Regions from separate parts of the Macaca mulatta genome. Here region 1 is linked to region 2. A link is a contact called in public Hi-C data. All regions are on one chromosome and are shown on one strand. The core of a region is the stretch at or near the end of the contact, and the rest is flanking DNA. Distances in the headings are between cores, read along the strand shown.

What was found. Hi-C and Micro-C count contacts between places; a contact is called where the count stands out from the background.
Region 1: a Hi-C map of fetal cortex germinal zone shows a contact between it and region 2, with 2.8 times the contacts expected there. The contact joins the enhancer-like site here to the promoter of LOC718406 in region 2. A contact is called at or near these places in 3 of 14 Hi-C or Micro-C datasets (fetal cortex germinal zone, fetal cortical plate and liver).

What each region holds. Positions count from the first base shown.
Region 1 is chr16:74,952,088-74,958,442 of T2T-MMU8v2.0, reverse strand. It overlaps RGS9 (regulator of G protein signaling 9), which reads right to left. Exons shown (of 21, transcript XM_028836673.2): 15 at 3,589-3,704. Among named protein-coding and RNA genes, the nearest start is that of RGS9, 69 kb to the right of the region's middle. Within about 2 kb of position 1,947, at least 2 of the 40 cell types and tissues checked have an H3K27ac peak or open chromatin away from gene starts, as enhancers often do. A contact at or near this core is called in fetal cortex germinal zone, where this site is marked.
Region 2 is chr16:74,675,324-74,682,442 of T2T-MMU8v2.0, reverse strand. It overlaps LOC718406 (importin subunit alpha-1-like), which reads left to right and starts at 4,193. Exons shown (of 14, transcript XM_015120121.3): 1 at 4,193-4,462; 2 at 5,475-5,717. It overlaps LOC144335885, which reads right to left and starts at 4,760. Exons shown (of 2, transcript XM_077972526.1): 1 at 4,256-4,760; 2 at 1-2,701. The coding sequence starts at 2,014. The coding sequence ends at 1,115. It also overlaps the pseudogene LOC114673171.

The DNA.
Region 1 (6,355 bases), core at 698-3,197, 280 kb before region 2:
CTATTTCTAGGTTGTGCAGTTCATCTGCAAGTTTTTTCAGATTGCTGTAAATCCCCCCAAGTTTTTAAATATATCTACTGAAAAAAAAATCCACCTACAAGTGGTCTCGTGCAGTTCAAACCAGTGTTGGTCAAGGCTCAACTGTATTGTTTTAAAGCTCCTGGGTGTTTCATATTAGAAAAGGCTGCACAATTCTAAACTAGTTGGCATTTGTCCCACAGCTCTGTGGAGGTCCTTCCTCTTCAGCATGAACTTTAGGGCGTTCTTTGGACCGAGATCACAGACCAGTGATGCTCTTCACTAAAATGTAATTGACCTGACAACAAATGCCATGTAAACTGTCTTGCCCACAGCAAAAGACAGTTGATTGCTTAGTAAAATTAAGCAAGCAATTATTCATGATAGCCAAAAAGTGGAAAGCACTCAAATGTCCATCAATAAAAGAATGGATGAACAAAATATGGTGCAGACTACAAGGGAATATCATTTGGCCTTAAAAAGGAAGGAGATTTCCGCCGGGTGCAGTGGCTCATGCCTGTAATCCCAGCACTTTGGGAGGCCAAGGTGGGTGGATCATGAGGTCAGGAGTTCAAGACCAGCCTGACCAACATGGTGAAACCCTGTCTCTACTAAAAATACAAAAATTAGCTGGGCATGGTGGCACACGCCTGTAATCCCAGCTACTCAGGAGGCTGAGGCAGGAGAATCACTTGAACCCAGGAGGTGGAGGTTGCAGTGAGCCGAGATCATACCACTGCACTCCAGCCTGGGCATCACAGCAAGACTCCATCTCAAGAAAAAAAAAAAAAAAAAAGGTTAAAATGGCAAAATTTATATTACATATATTTTCCCACCAAAAATATTAAATAAGCACACAAAAGTTCATAGCAGCATTATTCATAATGGCTAAAAAGCCAAAGCAACCCAAATGTCCATTAACTTACGAATGGATAAGCAAAATGTGGTACATACAAACAAGGAAATAGTACGGGGTCATTAAAAAGGAAGGAAGGAAATATCACGTAGTCTTTAAAAAGGAACCAAGCAGCCAGGCACAGTGGCTCACTCCTGTATTCCCAGCACTTTGGGAGGCCAAGGTGGGTGAATCACCTGAGGTCAGGAGTTTGAGACCAGCCTGACCAACATGGTGAAACCCCGTCTCTACCAAAAATACAAAAATTAGCCGGGCATGGTGGTGGGCACCTGTAATCCTAGCAACTCGGGAGGCTGAGGCATGAGAATCGCTTGAGCCCAGGAGGCACAGGTTGCAGTGAGATGAGATCACGCCATTGCATTCCAGCCTGGGTGACAGAGTGAGATTTTGTCAAAAAAAAAAAAAAAGAACGGAGGTACTGTTATATGCTGAAACACGGACAAGCCTTGAAAACATTATGCTAAGTGAAAGAAGACGAAAGGTCACATAGTGCATGATTTCATTTATATGAAATGTCTTGAAGAGGCGAATAGGGGTAGAAAGTAGATCTGTGGTTGCCTAGGGCTAGGGTGCAGGAGAGGGAGGAATAGAAGATGATTCTAATGGGTAAAGAGTTTCTTTTTAGTGTGGCAAAAATGTTCTGGAATTAGTGATGATGGTTGCACAATTTAGTGAATACACTAAAACCCCTGAATTGTACACTTTTAAAAAGTTAATTTCATGATATGCAAATAATATTTCAATTTAAAAATCTTTTTAAAACGTAAATGAGCAAATGGATGATTTATCTGCCCTGTTCATACCTAAAGCCTCGGGAATCTCATGAGGAGACTGCTAACAATACAGTTTAAATAACGCAGGGAAATCTTTTCGCTGGATTCTCATTAAGGAATGAGTGCGGGCGGGTGCGGGGGTGGAGATAATAAACTCAGGGTGTATGTTGTCACTTTGCCACTAGATGGCACTATAACCACTTATTCACCAGTCCATCCATCTTTTCTGGGTTTTGTTCTAGAGTGGCAATTAGATTTGATTAGGGAGGCGGATTATCAACAATCCATATTATCATGTAATGTTCTGCATCCGGCAGTCAGCCAGGCTAAAGGCATGTCCAGTAGGATTCGTTTCTGGAGCAGTGCCACAAACAAGTGGATCTCGGGTAGTAAGCCACTGAGTGCCAAGGCTCAAGCGTGATGCCCCCAGGGCTGGGGACTGAGCAAGGAAGTAAAAGAATCCCATAAGGGTAAATATTTCAATGAAGGTGGTGAATGCACAGCCTGGTTCTGATCTGGCCTCATGGTTTTCGCGGATGCTTCTCCGGGAAGTGCAGTATATTTAAAAAGCCAAAGGCCTGGTGCGGTGGCTCACGCCTGTAATCCCAACACTTTGGGAGGCCAAGGCAGATGGATCACTTCAGGTCAGGAGTTCGAGACCAGCCTGGCCAACATGGCGAAACCCCGTCTCTACTAAAAATACAAAAATTAGCCAGGTGTCGTGGCACGTGCCTGTAGTCCCAGCTACTTGGGAGGCTGAGGCAGAAGAATCACTTAAACCTCAGAGGCGTTGGTTGTAGTGAGCCAAGATTGTGCCACTGCACTTCAGCCTGAGCAACAGAGCGAGACTCCATATCAAAAAAAAAAAAAAGTCACAGTGCCCCTTATGAGGTGACATCCAGAGATGGGATATAAAATGTGGCCCTGCCCATTCCACTAAAATCCACACCCTCTTAAGGCCCTGAAGAAATCAGGCCAGGAGCTAAGGTGATGGCTGTCGATCACCACACATTGGAATCATCTGAGGAGTTTCCAAAATTTCAGGGATTCCAACCCCCACCAATTTAAAAGCAACTTTAGGGATGAGATCCAGGAAAACATGTTTTAAAATATCCCCAGGCAGACTGAATGTGTAGAACCACTGAGATAAAGAAAATCAGGAAGCCAGGCGCAGTGGCTGACGCCTGTAATCCTAACACTTTGGGAGGTTGGGGAGGGCGGATCACCGGAGGTCAGGAGTTTGAGACCAGCCTGGCCAACATGGTGAAACCTCATCGCTACTAAAAATACAACACAATAGCCAGGTGTGGTGGCGGGTGCCTGTAATCCCAGCTACTTGGGAGGCTGAGGCAGGAGAATCACTTGAACCTGGGAGGCGGAGGTTGCAGTGAGCTGAGCTCATCCCACTGCACTCCAGCCTGGGCGACACATCAAGACTCTGTCTCCAAAACAAAAAAAAAGAAAAAGAAAAAAGAAAATCAGGCTGGGGGACAAAAAGAGAAAGAAAGGAAAAGCCTGCCTATCTCCCTTCCCTTCCTCCAGGTTCATTATACTTAGGCTGGAAGGAGCAGGGGCTCCTCGGGTGACAGTGGGGGCATCCAGGATGGATGGAGCCCTCAGAAATGTGAGGGATCCAAATGTGGATTCTGTGAGCAGGTGCAATTTTCCCCCAGACAGTGCGGCCTCTTTGAGTCTATGGAAAGAACGAGTCTTGGGCTCAGGTCCCATTCTTAAAGCTGTGAAAGGAAGCGACTGTTTGAGGGCATAAGCAAAGCTCTGAAAACATCTGCTGAGAAATTCCCCAAACCCTAGGCCAGACATTAAAGGACTCTTTCTAAAAGTAAGTTATTTTAATTTTTTTTTTCTTAAACAAAGACCCACCACTGAATTCTTTCTTGAGGAAGTACTGGAAGCTCTGTCGACCTTTAGGGTCTCGGATCAATTCGCTGAAGTTGAAGGCCCATCGTTCCACTCGCATCTTGGTTGGGATTTCCACCCTGCAAGGATGATTTGTAAATGCACCAGATAGGTAGGGGTTGTGCCAGGCGGTGGCCTGGGTTGGGGTAAGGGGCTTTAGTCGAATGGCCCTTAGGGCTCAGTCCAATCCTCCTCCTCCTCCCAATCCCTGCATAACACACAAGCCAAGTAATTACTTGCTAGGAAGATTCAGCCACAGACAAGTCCCCTGGGGCTCACATCAAAGACATGACCATCCCAGAGGTGAGGAGCATGCCCAGTGTGGGGATCCCACACTCAGGTCCTGCTCGCTTAGCCTTAAGGACAAACGAATTCAAATGCCTCCTCCAAGGCCTGGTAACAGCCTGGAGCCTGGCCAGCAGAGGGTCAGGCCGCCACCTGGATCAGGAGAGAATTCTGGAGCAGCATTGGTGATGGGTGCTACAATCACTGCCACCTGCTGGGTGCCTATCACCCACCACAGCTGCCCCTCCACCATGGCACGCCCTGGCTTCTGGTGGAAGCCGGTGGCTCCTCCTGTACCTGCCTCAGGCCATGTGCCTCAGAGTAGACCCATTTGCTGTCTCTGCACTCCCTTTCAGGGCTTCCTCTAAGATGCAGGTCCCACTGCGTTCCTTGTTTGGAAAGATTTCCCTGATCCCAGGTAGGACATTCGAGCCCAGCTAGCAGAGATCTAACATTCCAGAGAATCAGAAAAAGACTCAGATTTCTCCCCTATCCCTTATGGAATTCTCCTAAACCTAACACAGACCTTTGAAACTAAGGTTTCAAGTCCATCACACCATGTTTCCCACTGATGTAGCAGCTAGGACCAGAACCAGGCACAATTCATGTCTATGGGATCCAAGATAAAGCCTGCCAAGCAAGTTTTACACTTTCCTTAAGAACAAGTGTAGAAACAATAAGAAATCCAATAACACTAACAGCTGCCATTCACAGAGCATTGTCCTATATGAAGTACTGTGTGTTACACACATACCATTGAATCCTTAAAAAAACACTATGAGTTGAGTATTACTATCCCATTTTATTGTCAAGAAAACTGAGGCTCAAAGAGGTTAAATATTTGCCAAGTCTCACATAATTAGTAAGAAGCTGAGTTGTGATGACGACAGGGGTTTGCAAACTTCCACATGCATCAGAATCACCTGGAAGACGCATTGAAACAGATTGCTGGGTCCCAACCTCACAGGTTCTGATTCAGTAGGAGTGGGTGGGGCCCAAGAATACGCACGTCTGACAGGTTCCCTGGTGCTGTGGATGCCGCTGGTCCAGGGACCACACTGAGAATCAATGCTCTAAACCAGCCTCAGAATCCTGGCTGCTTGTGAAAATCAGCAGAGCTTTCAAAAAACACCGATAGGGGTGAGAGAGCAACCCAGGCCAATTAAATAAGAGGTTTGGGAGGATAAGGCCTGAACATTGATGTTTTTGTTACGCTTCCCCAATAATCGTAATAATGTTCTAAAATCTAAACCATTAAGAACAAGACTTCCCGCTTTCATGGGAGCTAAGCTATGAGGATGCAAAGGCATAAAGAATTACACAATGGACTTCAGGGACTCAGGGGAAAAGGGTGAAAAGGGAGTGAGAGATAAAAGACTACAAATTGGGTTCAGTGTATACTGCTCAGGTGACAGGTGCACCAAAAAAAAAAAAAAATATATATATATATATATATATATATATATACACACACACATATATAAAATAGGTTCAATAAACATATAGGATCCACAATAAAGAACAGGGCTTCCCACTTTAACGGGGAGTTCCAGTTGTCACCCACCCAGTGCCCTCTGATCAACGGTTCTTACACAGAACACACCCTTTTCTTCTCTCCAGCAACCTCTACCTGTCTTCGATACCATGCTCCTCATTTTACTTAAAATTCAGCTGCCATCCATCTCTCCTCCCCAAGCCCTCCTAGGACAACCCTCTTCCTGGCCAGGTGCCCTGCCTTCTCCTCCAGGGAGAGCCGGCGTCTGCACACGCTTGCCCACAGGCAGACACAGGTCGCCTCTCTCATTCAGTACCCTGGGAGGCAGACACGGGCTGCAGAGAAGCACCCCAATAACCAGAGGCCACAGAGGATAAGGGAAGCCACCCCAGAAGACAGCTCTAGAGTCTTTGGCTCTGCAGTTGACCTTAGTAGACAAGGCACCCCCAACTCCAGAGGAGTGGCCTCCTTAACCCGTTGGCTGCCCAGAGCGGGCCACGTGGAATAGGTACCAGTGTTGCTGGAGATGAGAAGCGGGACCCTCCCAGGCCAGGCCTGCTTACCCAGCTGGGTCAGTGTCACCTGTGTGTTCCTCATGGCCTTGGCAGTGTTGACCCAAGCGGTGACCTATACCTGGCACTCCCTCCTTTCCCATCACCCCACCTCCCTCACACACTCAGGCCTGTCCTTTCTCCCCTGTCCTCCTCTCTCTCTCCCTCTAACTTGACCATTACACCCTTCTCTTCTTCCTCCCTCTGTGTGCTGGAACTCTCCTGCGTTTCTGCCTCTGCCCCCTCTTCCAAATAACACATGCGTGCAGGTCCAGTGAGCAAAGACTGTTCAAAACTGACAGACAGAGCCAAAGGGCGAGGGAAAGGGCAGGTTTAGGGCTCTGCCCGCCCAGAACTTAAGTTTACTCTAATTAGATAGCAAACTTGCAAAGCCATACCT
Region 2 (7,119 bases), core at 2,944-5,443:
TAAACCCAGAGACGGAGGTTCCAGTGAGCCGAGATCGTGCCACTGCACTCCAGCCTAGGTGACAGAGCCAGATTCCATCTCAAAAACAGAAAAAAAAATAGCTCGTATATTGTGTGCGCTGGGCATGTGGTAAGCTCTGCTTAGTGGACCTCATTTAATCCTCGCAATAATCCGGCGAAGTGAGTGTTACTATTGATAGGAAAGAAAGCTGAGCTGCAGAGATGAGGCAGAGCTCCCAAGGCCTACCAGCCGCCAAGCAGCAGAGTGGGGCATCATACCAGCCTGACCCCACCAAAGACCATCACCGCTGCCTGGCTGTGCTGCAGGTGGGGAGGCACCTAAAAGGTAGGGAGGGAGAAGATTCCTTCAGTCACTATTTTCTAAGCATGTCGGGCACCAAAGACAGATGCCGAGTTCTGCTGTGTGCCTACCCTGGAGGGTCCCAAGGTGCCACCAAGCCTCAGACACACTGAGATTCTCAGAGGAAGTGGGGACTCATGGGTGGCAATGCCTAGCAGGGGCAAAGATACAGAGGTAAGGGAGTTCCAGAATGAGCGTGGCCAGATTCAGCTTCCCACCCAACCCTGGACCCCCAGGAGGTGGTGTCAAGAGGGGCCATGGCCTGGGGTTCGGGCCCCTCTTCCTCCCAGAACACTGGCCTGAATCAGCCAGCTCCTGGCACACACAGCCAGGTCCACAGGCACAACTGTTCTTTGGGGCCCCTGAGGGCAAGGGGTCTGCTGGGACTGGGGCTTGTGATGTCTGGAGTGAGCGCAGGCTCAGATCAGGGCGAGGCAGCTTGTCCAGAGAGGCAGGTAATTCCCAAACAGAAGACCCCCAAGGCAGAGGGTCCTGGGGCTGGACTCCTGGCCTCTAGGAGGTTGTTCTGAGCTTACCCTGTGGACAGATTGGAGGGTGGCCCTCCTTCCCCGCAAGGATCAAGAGGCAGTTGGGGATGGTGGGAAGGTAACCTGGCCAGGAGAAGCTGCGAGGGGGAGGCTCCTGCCATCCTCAGTCCCACCATCTGAGCCCCGCGTCCTCTTCCTCCCTGGAGACAGCTAGGTGTGGCCCAGGATCCCGGGAAGTGCAGAGGAGGGGGTGGCGTCTTCGCTCTTCAGGCGCTGGCCTGGCCCAGAGGGGTCAGGAAGCCAGGACGCCGGGGATTGTCTCTCGCAACTGCAGCCCAGACCCAGTCCGGGAGGAAGTTCTGCCAGGCGCTCTCCACCGGTGCCTTCCTAGTTATATTGCTGAATAGGAAACCGGGCAGCGCGGGAACCGCGCGGTGGAGTAGCGAGCGCTGGACACCGAGCCCACGCGCACCCGCTGGGACAAGTGGAGGCGAGGCCAGCGAGCGGACACCCCAAAGTGCCCGGGCAGGCAGTGGGCCGCCGAGCGGGGATTGAGGTGGGAGGTGGGGTGGGGGTGGGGCAAGGGGCAGGATGGGGAGGAAAGTGTGCGGCAGGTGGCGGGTCCGCACCAAAGAGCTCCTCGCCCTGCTCCTCTTGTCTCGGTGCTGGGGCGGGAGCTGCGCAGGCCTCATCCCACGGGGAGGAGAAGGTAGGCGAATGCTGCCCTCCATCTGGAGGCAGGAGGGGAGCAGGCCCAGGCCCCCAGTGCCGACCCAGGCGTTGACGCCGCTGCAGCTTGTGTCACCTCGGCGGTGGACGCAGGGGACCTCCTGGGGACGGGTGCGATCTTGTGCTCCAGGGATCCTCCCGGCCCCCACCAATCCCTCCCCTTCTCTGTGTTCCCCCAGGTTGGCGAAGGAGCTGTAGCCGGGTCCACGTCTTATCCAGCCCGAGACACTGTGCTCCGTTGGGCGTCCCTGCGCTGGGAATCCCGCTCGGAGTTTTTCCAGGCCCGGCCGGGCTGGAAAGGCCCCGGTGGGGGAGGTGGACCCGGAGCGGCGGGTCTGCAATCCGGTTGGAAGGACTCGAAGTGAGTGATTCAGGGTGCGAATAACCTCCCCGCGAGCAGGAACGCCCGCACGAGACAACCAGCCCCAACCCGGCATTCCCGGAGCCGCGCGCGGGAGGGACACAGGGACTCCGGGACAGCAAATCCCCGGGGGAGAAGGGAAGGGGGAAGATGGGGCAGGGGCAGCCCCACCCTTCTTGGGCTCCGCTAGCGACCATCCAGCGCCCCTTCAGACGCAGCCTTTCTGGCTCCCGGCCCCGGCCTTCTGCTCCGGGCCTCGTCCCAATGCCCCGCAAGGTTCCCAGCAGAGGCATTCAGGCTCCTCCTCGCCCCGCCCAGACACAGCTGCTTTGGGTATCGGTGACAGCACTCCTGAGCGTCCCTGTCCCTATTTGCTGCCATTGCCAGCTCCGATTCCGCGCAGCCTCTCCGGCCTGGCCCCTGGAAGCCCGGCCCAGGGCGATGGTAGGGGCCTAACCTGCCGGCTCCGCCCACCGGGCCCTTGGGCTCCCTGAGACCAGCCCAGCCGACGTGAGTGCGCTACGGGGTCCAGGGAGAAGGGGCGCCGGGGGCAGCGTCCACCTTGGGGTTTGTTGGCTCAGGGCAGCTCGATGACCCCGCCTCCGGGGCCCAGTGTGCGTAGTAACTCAGTGTACACCCTTTCCTCGTCAAGAAACGCTTGAGAAAGTGGCGAAGGAGCCCTACGGGGGCCTCGGTTGGACTCTGCTTCTTCGGTCCCTCAGCCTCGGCCAGCGACGGTCTCCTGGCCCCTGGTCCGGGTCACCTTAGGGGGCAGGAGGAGGTGTGGTCAGTGTGGGAGTCTGGAGGGGCCATGCACTTCCGGAGAAGACCACCGACTCGTGGCTTTGGTGGAGGGGCGCAGGCAGATTTAGTTAGGCTCTCCCCCATCCCTGACACACTGGAGTCGGGGCGGGAGTGGGGCTTGTGACCACTCCGGAGAGCTCTGGGGGCCCCTGCTCTGGGACTCCGCACGGATAGTCACTGTCTCAGAGTGCATTCTCCAGGGGCCACTCTCGTGGGGGCACTGTAGGGGTCCCAGGGCAGGTGGGCAGCCTTTCTCCGGGGCGGCGTGAGAGCCGGAGAGCAGGGGGCGGGGCGGGGCGGGGCGGGCCGGGGCGGGGCGGGCCGGGGCGGGCCGGGGCGGGGCGGGCCGGGCCCGGCTAGGGGTCACGTCTGCGCTGAAGCAGCTGCGGAAGGAGAGAGAAACCGAGAGAACCGGTTCCCCCGCCTTGACAGCGGAGGTCCCCACACCAAGGCCCTCGGACTAAGCGGGGCAGGGACAGCCCCCAGGTAGAGCTGTTCACCGGGGCGCCTGCAGAGCCCGCATCCCAACCCCGACCCCGGGGCCGGGGCGCAGGCTCGCAGAGGGAGGCGGTGCAACGAGACCCTCTGCGGATTCTCTGCGGGCGGGAGGCGTCCAGGTGGGACAGGGCCCGGGGAACGGCAGGAAATGGGCTGCTTTTCCTACTTGACTGACGGGAAAACTAAGGCTCAGTCAACTACTAAGCAAGCGTGGTGTCGACCTTAGAGCAGGCAATCACCCCTCGTTTTAAAGCCAAGGTTTCCCTCGCAGTCGATTTGGATCAAGACTACCCACAATCTCCCCACCGCAGGACCGAAGCGAGGCTCAAATCTTAGAATCAGCCCCACGGAATGAAGGGGTTGTCCTAATTCCAGCACTGAGTGTAAGAATGGAAGCCTGAGATGTGATTTTATGCAAGTCCCCATTTTAGAAATGGGAAAACTGAGGCCCGAAGGCGAACGGCAAGTGCAGCATCGGGACTCGAACCCATGTCTGTCCCTGCGTGCGGGGCTATTCCGGGCTCGGTTGTCTTGACTTCCGCGGCCCTCCTCCTTGTTGCCTGCAGGAAAACGCCGCGGCCGCGATGGCGGCGGATGTGAAGGGAGACGTGTACGTGCTGGTGGAGTACGCCTTCGAGTACACCGGCAACAATGGGCGCCGCGTGGCCATCCCGCCCAATGAGCTCTACCGGCCGCTGCGGCGCAGCACCGAGCACCGGTGGCACCTGCGGCGCGAGCCCGGCGGCCGCCCCTTCTACCTGCCCGCGCAGTACGTGCGCGAGCTGCCTGCGCTGGACAACCCTGCCACGGCCGCGCCGCCAGGTCCCCAACCGGCCCCGCGGCCCCCGAGCCGTTCTCCTATGACAACCGGTTCGTGAGGGCGGCGGCGGCAGCGGGCCCCAATGGCCCCCCGGCGGAGCCCCGAGGCGGCGCCAGCTCCCTGTGCGGCCCTGCGCAGCGCGGCGCCGCGACCCAGCGCAGCAGCCTGGAGCCTGGCCTGCCCGCCTGCCTGTACCTGAGGCCCGCGCAGTCCCTGGACAACCTGGCGCGCGCCGCCGTCTCGCCTCCCGCCGGCCACCTCGGAAGCAGCGGCAGCTTCAAGGCCTGCAGCGTGGCGGTGTCCTGGGTGTGCCTGCTGCCCCTGGCGCGCAGCGACTCAGAGAACGTCTACGAGGCCATCTAGGAGGTGCGCGGCCCGCCGCGGGAGGAGAGCACCAAGCAGGTACGACCCCGGGCGCGGAGGCGGGGAGGCTCACTGGGGACCGCGCCCGCAGGGAGCCTGGGCGCGAGGAGACCCGCTCCGCTCAGCATCGGGCACTACGCCCACCTTTGTCCGAAGACTTCGGATGAGCTCCCTCTCCCCAGCCGCGAAACAGTGCAGGCTCCCAGTGCCTCATCTGCAGTTCCCAGGCTCCAGAGCTCCCTGGAAGCCCAAAAGGTTTTCCGTAATCCAATTGGTGGCAAAATTGCGCTTGAACTGATGTGAGGCTGTTGATGGTCTTTATTTATCGCGCTTGTGTGAATATTCATATTTTGCTGCAGAAATGCAAATGAGCGCGATAGCCGGCGGCTGCCCCAAGCCCTGATGGGAGGTAATGTAACCCACAGCAGGTGGGTGCCTCACGATATCTTTCCAAGTCCCAGCTGTTCTGTATTCCGAAGTGCATCTGGGCATGGAACGGGGGATTGCGGGCCTGCCGCCAGCTCAACCGCCTTGCCCGTCTCCCAGGAGCCTGGGGTCAGATGAGAGGGTGGATGTGAAAGTCTGGCGTCTGCTTCCCTTTGAGGGTGCTTCCAGAATTTCAGTTCCTTTTTATTTTTTATTTTTAAAAGAACTCCTGATGGGTTTCTTTCAGAAAGACGTCCGGTTAAGTAAGGTTTTTTTTCCCTCTTCAGAATGTAGTTGTGTTAATCTGGGAAATCGAAAATAGAGCACGTTTTATAAACACTCTTACATCCCCAGAACACTCTGGGCGACCCTGACATTTTGAACTTTAGGAACTTTTCAGGGAGGGGCAGCCCGAGGGGAAAAAAGTTTGCTCAGAACCGTTCTGCCATCTGCCACCGGCCGTGTGATGATCTAGAGGCAGTTCCCTTCCTCACTCAGGGTCTGGGTTTGTTCTTCAGCCCAAAGGGAGGGGGTGGACAGATGACCTCTGAACCTTGGGAGCCCCTAATTTCTTTCGCTGTGCCTGATGTCATTACCATGAACATTGATGCCTACCATGTGCCAGGACTGAGTCCGGGATGCCCAGACGAAGGAGACACGTAGTCCCGCTGCTGGGTCTTCCCTCCGCCCGTCTCGTTACAATGCAGAGCTGAGATTTTGAGGCTGGGGAAAGGAGAATTGGACTCTGCTGGGTCACCTGCCAGCTGCGGACAGCCACTTAACTTACACACGAGGACGCTCCCCCAGGCCCAGCGTCCTCTGGTGTAAGCACAATACCTAAGGATTAGGGTTGTGAGCCTTAAACGAGGTAAGACTTCGAGGCGCTTGGCAGTAACAGAGGGTCCACCCAGACTCTCTAGGTCGTCCTCGTTTGGCTTCCCTGGGTCTGCGCCGCCTTCTCTCCGGCTCCTGCAGCGGCAGCCCGCCGCCTTGCGGCCAGGATGGAGAACGGCACCCGGCGGGCGGGGCTGAGGACCGCGGCTGGTTCCTGTTTCGTGCCGCTGCCAGCCGGCCAGGCAGTTTCTCTGGGATGGGTGGCTGGATGCCAGCCCTCTTCTCCCCCAGCGTCCCTCAGTTTCCTTCGCAGGCTCCCGGTGGCGCACTTCTCGGCCTCTCCACATTCTCTGTGCTGGTGACGGTGGGAGGGTGCCTGCCCGTCTGAGTGGAGCCCCTGGAGGTGGGGAAATGGCCTTGCTCTTTGAACCTCGCATCTGGCCCAGGGTCTGGCTCAGACAGAGTGCACACAGTGTGTGTTGAAAAGGGCAGAGGTGTGGCAGTCCCTTACCTATGAGCCAGGGCTCTGTGGGTCTGCCCAAGGGCCACCACCCCAGGCCCCAGGACCAAAGAGGAGGGAGACTGCCCAGGTCCTGACATCTCCTGAGAAGACAGGTCACCCCGGCTGCCAGGGCCCCTGCCAGGTGGCCCCTCTGCCCATCCTTCTTCCAGCTCCTAGCAGGTTCCTAGTTGCAGTGGCATCTGGGGGAGGGGCACAGGTGATGGGGGCAGGGGACTTACCCAGGGGGGCATCTAGGACATTGGCCAGAGACAGGCTGCTCCTTGGCCCCACTCGTGGCCCTAATTCACTGTGTGACCTCCACAAGTCACTTTGCATCTCCGGTCCTGTTTCCTCCCCTGTGCGATGGGTGCAATAATACCACGTTCCCTGCACGGAGCTTTATTCAAGAGGCAGCTGTGGGTCTCCCTGGTGCTCCACCCCCAACAAAGTCCAGGGTAGGGAGTTAGTCCTGCCCCCCAAGGGAACCCCACCCCTGCCCTTAGTTGTCCCAGGCGGCATTTGCCACCATGATCCTCCAGGCCCATTCACTGGTTCATCAGGCGTGAACTAGCTGAATACCTGCCAAACCCTGGTGAACCTTTGGATCTGGAGAGGACTGAGGCACAGCCACGTTCCTGGGGGAGTCGCCCTCTTGGATAGGAGGCCAGCAAGAGAAGACATGGGGCTGGGGCTCAGGAGTGGAGCTTAGGGTTGGGAGTGGGTGCCCACCCGGGCAGGGCCTCATGGGCGCTTGCCAGGAATGTGCACGTTATCCTGCAGCTGCTGTGAGGCTTTTAGCAGAGACAGGAGTGGGATTGAGAAAAATATCCCTGTGGCCAGGGCTTCAAGCACGGCCGAAGCTCTTAGTGGTCTCGTGGTCATGTGATGGTAACAGAGGTTTGGGAGGTGGATGGGCAGGGCCTGGGGGCCGAGG